Linked DNA regions of Rattus norvegicus: region 2 is linked to region 1. A link is a contact called in public Hi-C data. All regions are on one chromosome and are shown on one strand. The core of a region is the stretch at or near the end of the contact, and the rest is flanking DNA. Distances in the headings are between cores, read along the strand shown. Region 1 holds the start of Plg (plasminogen). Region 2 overlaps Map3k4 (mitogen activated protein kinase kinase kinase 4).

Region 1 (5,261 bases), core at 45-2,544:
CTCTGTTCTCTAGTTGATGGTTGCCTGTAAATCTGTATCGTGAGAATGGCATTGACATGCAGACTTGGTTATTAGATATTTTTTTAAATTTGGTGTTGTATTTAAATTATAGTCCTATAAGAACTGATTTTGCTCTAATTGCTATATTATTTGTAATTTTTTTTTATCCAATAAAGTCCGAAGTCTTTAGCAAAAAAGAAAAAAGAAAAAAAAAAAGAAAAGACTGGGAAGTGGAAGATAATTTATACATATATATATACATACATATGTAAAATACATATATATGTATGTACATGCATATAACATACAGATATGCATTTATAGGTATATGCATATACATGTACATGTATACACATACATATACACATACATATGTATATACCTATATATGCACACATACATAAATACATGTGTGTGTGTCCTCAAAGGCTGGAAGAGGACATTAGATCCCCTGGAGCTTGAGTTACAAGTGGCTGTGGGCTGTCTGATGTGGGTGCTGGGACCTGAACTCAGGTTCTCTGGAGCAGCAGTAAGTGCTTCTAACCACTGAGTTCTCTCTCCAGCCCTCAAACTGATTTCAACACTGCACAGCAGGCTAGCAGTGCCTCTCCATGGTGTGGCTCTAGTCTGGCAATGCCGAGTCTCACTATACAGGCCGGTCAAGGACTAAAACACACCAGGACAGAGGCTATGTCGTGCCTAAGTTTGAAAGCAACCCACATATGACAGCATTGTAAAAATGATACGACTTAATCAAACTGCTTAGTCAACACCAAGGCTGGAATGGAGCTGAGGGATCACCAAAGCCAAACCAAACCGAGACCAACTGCTACTCGCGACATAGAGAATGAAAAACAAGCTCGTACGCATTACGCAATACATACACTGAGCCATCACGTGGTACCCCGGGCCCCTCTTCTGAAAATGAGAACAGTGTACAACCAATTGCCAGGAAGGACAAACGAGGCTGAGTGTGGACCACTTGGCAGTATCTGGCATATGGGAGTCACTCAGCAAGTGGAAGAAGAGAGAAAGAAATGAGAGGAGACTGGGAACATGGTGGCCTAGGGGAAAGGGAGGAGGGAGGAGGAAGGAGGGCCCAGTGGGGAGGGCCACTGCCATCACTTCCAGCATCTACTGCAGGCTCTGCTCAAACATTTTGTAAGCTCCCTGTTCGAGGTAATGTTTGCTCCTTCTGTGTATGGTGGCAGGGGGCCCAGACAATGATTAACCTCATCAGACTACCTTGCTTGCGGATGCCTTTGCTCCCCTTTAAGTCAACACCTGGGACTGGGACACAGTTGTCCAGGTGCTGTTGGCCAGTCCCAACATGGACCATAAGGAAATAATCCTTCTGTTTCTCTTGTTTCTGAAACCAGGTAAGACCTGATGCACGGTTTTCCTTCAGCTTTTTAAAATTCTAGCCATCTATTAAAAATAGATCTGCTGTGTCTTCGTGGGCAGTTCATTTAAATGAGCTATCAGTTTACGGGACTTTCAGTTCAAAGTCTCAGACTGAGGAGTTTGACATAAACTCAGTTTCCCTGTGAATAGTGTTTGGGTACGGATGAACAGGTAGGACAAGCCACCAGTGGCTTTGCAAACCTAATTGATGGGGGATTTTGGCACTGCAGCAGGGTATGACTAAGGACTCTAGTTAGAGGGGGATGTGGCTCAATGGTAGAGCAGTTGGCCAGCATAATTGAAACCCTGGGTTCAGTTCCTGGTGGCGGTAGTTACTGGGGTTAGATGGCCTACCTCTTTGCCTCATTTTCAGTGTGACTCACTAGAAGCTTTTGTTGATCCATCTTGTTCCCATTGGGATTTTCTGCTTGGTTGAAGGAAGGGTTTGCATGGGTCTGAGGCTTCCATGAGTCTCACGGGTCAATTTCAAAGTGACATATGTATGCAGTAATTAAACAAATACCTATTCTTCAGAGGTCAAGGGTGCTAGACACATTGTGTGTGTGTGTGTGTGTGTGTGTGTGTGTGTGTGTGTGTGTGTGTGTCCTACTTCGGCCCATAGAAATTAGCACTGGGACACTACAAGCTTAGGGGTCACACCGAAATGTTAGAAGCAACTCCCCTGCAGCAGGACTAACGTGTGTCTCTGCCAATGCGGGGGGGGGTGTCATAAGGTCTTTGTCAAAGCACTTACTGTCATTATCTGCAGAAATGGCTTGACTTTCATTTTCCTATTGCATAGAGATAGCCAGCGAGAGGGTAAGAAAGCTTCTTCCACAGCTGTGTACAAACTACTAATTTTTTTAAAAGACAAAGTCATATTATGTAGTCCTGGCTAGTCTAAAACTTGCTATGTAGACCAGGCTAGCCTTTAATTCTCAGAGGACTACATCTGCTTCCCAAGTGTTAGGACAAAAAGTATCATCCCTCAAGCTCAGCAGAGATTTAATTTTACACACTCAAGTGCACACACCCACATATATACACACACCACACACACACACACACACACACACACACACACACACACACACCACAGTGATGGAAAAAGTGTCTTTGCTTTGATGATTATACACATCTATATTTCATCTCTAACAGAGAAATAGAAATAATTTTTCTACTAAAGGATTTGTTTCAAGTCTCCTTATCAATATACTATAGTAAACCTTATTTCTACAAGAGCCCTGGAGGTAAATAGAAGAGATAAAGACTTGGAGAAAATTTTCAAATACAAAAGAGAAGAGTCAATCATCCTTGGGGAAATTTTATTGGGAATGGCAGCCCCTCCTTGGGTGGCTGTGTACCATTAAACATGACCAAAGCTGGAGATCCAGACAGAGGGCTCTCCTCTCCATCGTCATCTGAAACCTTCCTCGGCCACTCCCAAGAACTCTCTGCAGCGCTAACCCAACTCTGTGTAGACACACGGTGCAGAGTGGCCGTGAGTCTTCCAAATCACATACAGCTCTACAGATTCCCAAAACTTGAGTCTTCTCAAAGTGAGAGTTTGAATTGAATAGAACACAAGCCTAAAATGTTCCATTTCTCCATAATCTCTTACACCCACATCAACTCTGATGACAGAAAAGGCATTGGCCGACTTTCCACTTCCTACCCAGCCTTCCAGTTTGGAGCACTGAGGAAGGCTGAAGTCACCAGAGAGGGTAGACTTTCAAAGAGGAGTCTGTATTTACCAACTGTCTTCTCAAGTTTCCCTGCTTCCGATCCTGGTCATTTGTTAACTTGCTGGATCTGGCTTTGCTTTCCCTCCAGAGGTCAAGGTTGCTATGTTGCCTAATTCCATGAAGACTTTGCTGTGTTCGTTAACCTCTTTGTCCCCTAACCTCTATGGAAATCGTGAGCATTTACACGCACACAAAAATGTAGTAGTGGGGACTCAGGCTCAGAGCAGAGTCATCTGAGCTTAAGCCAGCATTGTAGCTCCTTAGCCCAGGGGACACCCGGCAGCTGTGACCACTTCTATGGGGACAAGGGAGAAAGCAAGGGACTTTGTCTTAGAATGCATCTCACAAAAATCAGAGGCAGGCCATGCATGGTAGCACACCTGTGTAATTCTGTACTTGGGAGGCTGAAGCAGGAGGATGGCTTGAGTGCTAGGCCAAGTAGGGCTCCTTAGAAAGACTTTGCCACAACAACAACAACAACAACAACTACAACAACAACAACAACAACAACTACAACAACAACAGTGAAGCCAGTATCTGTATCAGGCTCTACTTTTTAATGACTTCCTCTGAAATGCCAGATACTTTCATCATCAAGAATAAAAGTCATATGTCATTGAAAAGCATACATCACTGGCAGTTGATCAACAGCCTCCTCATGCCACTCTCTCTCCTGAAGATCAAATGAAAATCAAATTTCATTGCTGGGGCCTCACTGGCTTATCACGGGGCAAACAACACTGAGTGGTATAATTTACTCTTTAAAGTTTGGTAGAGTTCTGAGAGGTGGTTACATGGGCCTCCGTTACCAATCTTCCAGTCTAACTGTGCTTTCAATCTATTATAACCTACTGGAACTGATGATCTGAATAAGGATTTCTTCTTCTTCTTCTTCTTCTTCTTCTTCTTCTTCTTCTTCTTCTTCTTCTTCTTCTTCTTCTTCTTCTTCTTCTTCTTCTTCTTCTTCTTCTTCCTTCTCTGCCTCCTCCTCCTCTTCCTCCTTAAAAGATTTATTTTATTTATTATATATAAGTACAATGTAGCTGTCTTCAGACACACCAGAGGAAGGCATGGGATCCCATTACAGATGGTTGTGAGCCACCATGTGGTTGCTGGGATTTGAACTCAGGACCTCTAGGTCCCCCTACCCTCCCCTCCCCCCTTCTCCTTCTTCTTCTACCACAATGCATTCAGCCACAAAAGTAACAGCTAGTGTTATTTGGTTGATTAAAAAAAACAAATAAATTAAAAAGCCATGAGATATATGCATGAATGTGCTTGTACATGTACACACATACACATACACACGCATGCACACACACATACACACATATACACATATACATACACACACATATACTCATTCATACACACATGCACACAGATACACATACACACATACACACATATACACATATACACACACATATAGACATACACACACACGCACACATACATACACATACACACGCACACACATGCACACACACATACACACATGCACACATACATACACACACATACACACATACACACACATACACACACATACACACACATATACTCATTCATACACACATGCACACAGATACACATACACACACATACACACATACATACACACACATACACACATATACTCATTCATACACACATGCACACAGATACACATACACACATACACACATATACACATATACACACACATATAGACATACACACACACGCACACATACATACACATACACACGCACACACATGCACACACACATACACACATGCACACATACATACACACACATACACACATACACACACATACACACACATACACACACATATACTCATTCATACACACATGCACACAGATACACATACACACACATACACACATACATACACACACATACACACATATACTCATTCATACACACATGCACACAGATACACATACACACATACACACACATATACACACATACACACACATACACACACATATACACACACATACAGACATACACACATACATACACACACACATGCACATACATGCATGCACACCACAGCCATGATAATGAACAATGTTGTCAGCCAATTGACTCAGTTTTC
Region 2 (5,893 bases), core at 1,847-4,346, 120 kb before region 1:
CCCCTACCATCAGCATCTTCTGCCCACCCCCTACCATCAGCATCTTCTGCCCACCCTCCTACTATCAGCATCTTCTGCCCACCCTCCTACTATCAGCATCTTCTGCCCACCCTCCTACCATCAGCATCTCCTGCCCACCCTCCTACCATCAGCATCTTCTGCCCACCCCCTACTATCAGCATCTTCTGCCCACCCTCCTACCATCATCATCTTCTGCCCACCCTCCTACCATCAGCATCTTCTGCCCACCCCTCCTACTATCAGCATCTTCTGCCCACCCTCCTACCATCAGCATCTTCTGCCCACCCCCTACCATCAGCATCTTCTGCCCACCCCCTACCATCAGCATCTTCTGCCCACCCCCTACCATCAGCATCTTCTGCCCACCCCCTACCATCAGCATCTTCTGCCCACCCTCCTACTATCAGCATCTTCTGCCCACCCTCCTACCATCAGCATCTTCTGCCCACCCTCCTACCATCAGCATCTTCTGCCCACCCCCTACCATCAGCATCTTCTGCAGGTCATCCTCGAAAGCATCCATGTTGCAGTCGGTCTTCTCCAAGCCGTCCAGGACCTCCTGCAGCATGAACTGGTAATACTGCTTCATCAGGAGCCCGCCCTTCAGCACCTCTTTACACTCTCGCACAAGCTGCAAAAGAGCACATGCCATCGACACAGCTGTCACCCATATGCCCTGGCCACGCAGGCTGCCAGTCCTCACAAATTAGCCCCAGAAGCCCCAGAGGGACCCTGCCTCTGAGGAACCTGAAATGGTTTCTGACTCCAGAAGCCTGTTGTGGGCAATAGGTCAGCCATCTGTAACACAGAGATACATCACAGAGCAACCACTGCTCCACCAGATACATCCTACCAAGTCCACTCATACTGAAATGAATTTCTTTTAATAAGACCACTTTTACCAAGGTGTAGTTTAAGACAAGAGGCAGAAGAGCAAAAATATATCATGAAATGGGAATTTTAACCAGACCCAAAGTTTAAATAACATATAGAGGAAATGGTGGCTTCTGAGTAATGTAACATAGTTACCTACTGCTTGATGTGCTTCATCTACTACCAAAAGCTGCAAACCAAGCCAACTCTAAACTTAATCTGGTGAAGTCAGGTGTCTCAAGGAAGACAGAGAAGGATGGCAAAACGGCAATATTCCAGTGTAGCAGGTGATGTGTGGAGGACAAAAGCCTAGATGAGGCAGCCCCAGGAGCCCCTCCCACAATCAGAGCTGGGAGACAGTGCTCTCCAACCACAGGCCAGGGACTGAGGCAGGCAGACCCACAGATGCACTTGGTTTCAGAGGCCACAGGCACAGTGCAGTTCCAGGGCGGTGGCTAGGACACAAAGGCCGTGCCTCTCAGGCTTACTGCTTGCTACCACACGTGCAGCCAGGAACTAGTCAGGGAGGCACCTATACTCCCCCACAGCGTGTGTGCATACGCTGACCCCTGCAGAGCACGGTGGCCATTTAAAGTCTTGCTTTGCTAGAGTCTTTAGAGAATTACATGTGCATGCATGAACACACACAGTACAAACAAACCCCAACACACAATCTTGTTTGTGTGTACAGGAAGTGCATGTGTGCAGGGAGGACAACAGGACGGAAGCATACATGCTTTGTGCTCATCTACTGAGCGCCAGGAGAACAGGGGATTAACTCCTGTCACTGTCTATGCTTTCGATATGTATAAAACAAGGAATAAGACTGCTTCTGTAGATAAAAGCCCTTAAATGTTTCTCAAATAATTACTCATGGAATAAGAACTATAGCTACAAGCCAGATCTTCTAAAAGTGTCTGCATCTACTTTTTCATATTAAATGCCATCTAGGTATTTACTCCCGATCCTTGAATTTTTGTAACAGAAAACGTCTGTTCTCTTTTTTCTCTGAAATACTACAACAATCCTAGTTCCGTTGTCACTGTTCGACGTGCTCTAACATTAATTGCTATTTAGCTGTACAAGGGCCCCATGGTGAAGCCAACTCCACCCTGTCTCACAGGGTTGTATCTCATGAGGAACTGAGACAGGTATTTGACGAGCAAGGCTCAGCTACCTGCTGCAACCCAGAGAACAAGACAGAGCTATGGCCAGGTGGACCAGAAAGACAGAGCTATGGCCAGGCGGACCAGAAAGACAATGACAAACCTGAGCCGTGTGCAGGCAGTGAGGCTAACGTGCAAACAGCTCTGCCTGGTGCAGTGTCAACTGGAGTGGCAAGTGACAAGTGACAAGAAGCCTACTTCCAAATGACCTCATCGGTCTACACTTGACCAAACAAGCAAACACGTGTTCTATCTGGACCTGCTGTGTGACCTGACTCACCTGTGTCTCTTCAACTGCACTGACCTGTGATTCGCAGAGCCTGAAAGACGCTCCCTGGCTTTCCCTGCTCATGGAAACCACTCCCAGTCCCCCCGCCCCCCAGGCTGCTCTGAAGCACAGCCCCATACAATGAAGGCCCCGCCTGACACTCATGGCTCAGAAGGATCAGTGGACCCTACTATTCAATCTGCATGGCTGCTTAAGCAAGCACAAAGTCCAAAGCGTTCTCCTAGCATACTCTAAGACATTTCCCTACCTACACCCACCTCCAACACAATAAAGACTTAAGCTGTCTTCAAGGATGGACTCCATGACATTGTCACCCGCCACCCAGCATGTACAAGATTGGATCTCTAGTATCACCAAGAATAAGTAACTTTTTAAAAAAGGAATTTTGTTGTCAGTCATTAAGATTCACAGACAGAGCTGACAGAGTCATGTGGTAAGTCTGTTTTCATACCTCTCGGGAAGAAGTGAGTGGTAAAGAAGCTGAAACACACGCGTATCTTTGGGGACTACAGGTGAAGAACACTTTAGATTGCCCCCAAGAGGGTAGTAAAAACAAACACTAAGACGTGTTCTTTTCACTGTTTACAATTACTGAGGGAGGAAATCCTGAAAAGGAAGGCCGTAGCAATGTGGCCACGACTGCTTGTGTAAGCAGTGTTAGACACAAACCTGCTTGATACTCAAGAGGGAAGGCTCCCCGGCCGGCCTCTGTTCCAGCCGCAGCTTCAGGCACTCATGGATCACGTTCAGCAGGACCCGGCAGAGCACCAGGAAGGCGGGCTCAAAGGAGGGCAGGTCCATGGCCCTCAGCTCTTCCCAGGACACAGCACTGCACTTCTGCTCCGAGGAAGGAGGCGTCCCCGACAACTGCACATAATCCGAGCCCCACATGGGACCTGGAAAGTCAGAGAACTGCGGCAAAAGTTCAGGACACATTAAAGCTGTGCAGGGGACGTGGCCTGAAGCTGTGCTTATAAGTTTTGCTACAACCTGCTGACATATCTACACAATTCTCATTCCAAATAAAAAGGACGGCCAACAATTCAACACATACACAGAGCCCCAGCCCCAGTGACTCGTTACACACAGTGCTACCTACAATTACATCTGGACTGAGAAATCAATGAGTTGCTGAAATTACAAGAAAAAAGATTACAAAACTCCTAAATAGCTGTCTGTGTGAGAATAAAAGTCAGAGTTCAGCCAACCTTGCATCCATGTGGAGTCACACTTCCTGGTGTTGCAGAAGCCAGCTCCTCCCCACCCCCAGCTGCCCTCAGTCACATGTCACCTCATGCTGTCCAGGAGGCCCACAGTGTCCTTACCCACTCCTCCTTCAGCTGTGTCCCCACTCAAACTGTTACACTTTTCCCCAGAAAGCAGGAGGTCTGGAGCTTTCTCCCCTCATTCTTAAGCCTCTGACACCACTATCACCACCACCACCAGCAGCAGCAGCATTAAAAACCTTGACCTTTTTCTAAGTGAGATCATCAAAGTTTGAAAGCCTCAACTTTCTGCATCTCCAACTGTAGCTTGTTCTGTGTCTGTGGCATCTTTGGTCACCTTTGGTTACATAGGGGACTCTTTACTGTTCTCCACATCTTTTACACATTCAGAGGACTCACAGTCTGATATCTAAACTGTAGCCTTAGCCAGCACCTACGGGGAATCGATGTTTGCTACAGGCAGACTCCCTGACCCTTTCAGGGCCACCTTGGCCTAGCTCCCACCCTCCTGAGTGTCCTCATCTCTCTGCATTGCTCTGACACAGACTGCTCTGGCCCTCACATGACTCCACGTGCTGACCCTGGCGTAGGCTGCTTGCTCCTTTACTTTTCCTAACTCAGCCTAATTCCCAAGACTCAGCCTGTGATACCTTTCTAAGGACTTATTTCACCCTATAGCATGCCATGCACACTATCCCTTGAGTTCATTTTGATTGTTGTCATAGAAATATATAGCTCAATGACGGGGGAAAAGTCAATGCTCAAAAGTCAGAAAGCCTGGCTTCGGGTCATTTAATTAGCTATGTGGTTCTGGAAGCATCTAGTAGTCCTCAGGCTGTTTCTTTATTTTAAAAACGAGACTTGGACAGGGGATTGGAGCTTAGGTACGACATGTTTGCCTACACACACACACACACACACACACACACACACACACACACATTTTTTCTCTCTCCCCCTCCCCCTCTTCCACTCACTGTCCACCTTATACAGATTAAGAATAGCAAACCTCAGAAAAGGGTACTTAGAAACCATTTGCTCTGTCCCATCCTGTTGCTTTGGAGCAAATGCAGGCAAAGGCAGCTTAAGGCAGATCTATGTCAGAGGTTCACAGCCGCAACCTCCAAGAGCTCAAGATACTGTGTGTCCGCAGCCACCTTGCCATAACTGATTTCTGCGGGATCTACCTCCCGAGTGCTTCTACATTCCATGCATCCTAGCTCCTCCAACACATACCAGTTTTCAACAGCATCTCCTGACCCTGACATCTCACCCCACAGAGCTTTGTCTCAGGCTTGTCTTACCCCCAGCCGGATACTTCTAGTTGACACTCAGCACTGTACCTGTGAGGACCATTCCTCTTACCTAGCCCCAGAGCCCAATATCCACACAGACACTGACCACACCAACTATGAAGACTACGCTGCTCTGACTGTGGTCATCCTGCTGATTCTGCACAGGCCGACTCCTGACAAATGACTCACTCTCCTCAGGAGAAGGCCAGAATGCTCACCTCTAGGGGTTTTCTGTGGCTGCCTTGGGGAGCACGTTTCTCCAATCCACACATCTTGCAAATGCATGTTTGGCTACTCAGTTGCATCCACCACTACACACTGAGTTCCCTGGTAAACCACCAGTTCTGAGGAAAAGACCCTTGACCTCCAGTTAATCAGGATCAGCCAATACCCAGGTGGCATTTGTATCACAGGACGCTGAGCCAACTTTTGAGCGGTAAGCTAATGGTGAACACCTGGATTCTCCGGCTCCCCCGACAGCACCAGGGAACACATGACTCCCCTGAACTGTGTTATCAGAAAGTCTCTGGTTCTCAGACTTGTTATGTGCTACTTGCGGATGCCATCCCAAACTGAAATTTCTATGAAGCCAAGTAGACAGCAGACATAGGCGGATGTGGGAGGGGCTGGTCAGCTTCAGCCAGCGGCTCCTGAGTAGGGATGAGGCCTGGTATTCCAAGAGAAACCCCCAGCGCAGAGTTTCAGAGGAACTCCTCCCATCTAAAACATTAACTGCTAAGTTAAAAAGTCGTATTACACAAGCACATGTATAGGTGCATTCTCATTAAAAACATGGGGGACAAAATGTTAACTCTAGGAGGCAGCACAGCGCTGCCAAGAGCAGGCATAGCTTAGCCAGACTTCTGGGTTCATGTCCTGGTTCTGGTACACGCAGTGTGTGCGCCCCTGACCAAATTATTTGACCCTCCTTCTCCTCAGGCACGGGCACTGTTCAAGTCAGTGGCTGCTGCTGGCTCCATTCCCAACAGTGCTGCTGCTATGCTGTCACCACGGGATCCAGTG

What was found. Hi-C and Micro-C count contacts between places; a contact is called where the count stands out from the background.
Region 2: a contact with region 1 is called in a Hi-C map of liver, with 2.0 times the contacts expected there. The contact joins the enhancer-like site here to the promoter of Plg in region 1. A contact is called at or near these places in 5 of 12 Hi-C or Micro-C datasets (frontal cortex, kidney, liver and 2 more).

The regions. Positions count from the first base shown.
Region 1 is chr1:50,911,439-50,916,699 of GRCr8, reverse strand. Plg (plasminogen) reads left to right here and starts at 1,294. Exons shown (of 19, transcript NM_053491.2): 1 at 1,294-1,379. The coding sequence starts at 1,331. It also overlaps the pseudogene Dut-ps.
Region 2 is chr1:51,029,809-51,035,701 of GRCr8, reverse strand. Map3k4 (mitogen activated protein kinase kinase kinase 4) reads right to left here. Exons shown (of 27, transcript NM_001401453.2): 4 at 3,019-3,261; 5 at 506-652. Among named protein-coding and RNA genes, the nearest start is that of Map3k4, 53 kb to the right of the region's middle. Within about 2 kb of position 3,096, at least 7 of the 93 cell types and tissues checked have an H3K27ac peak or open chromatin away from gene starts, as enhancers often do. A contact at or near this core is called in liver, where this site is marked.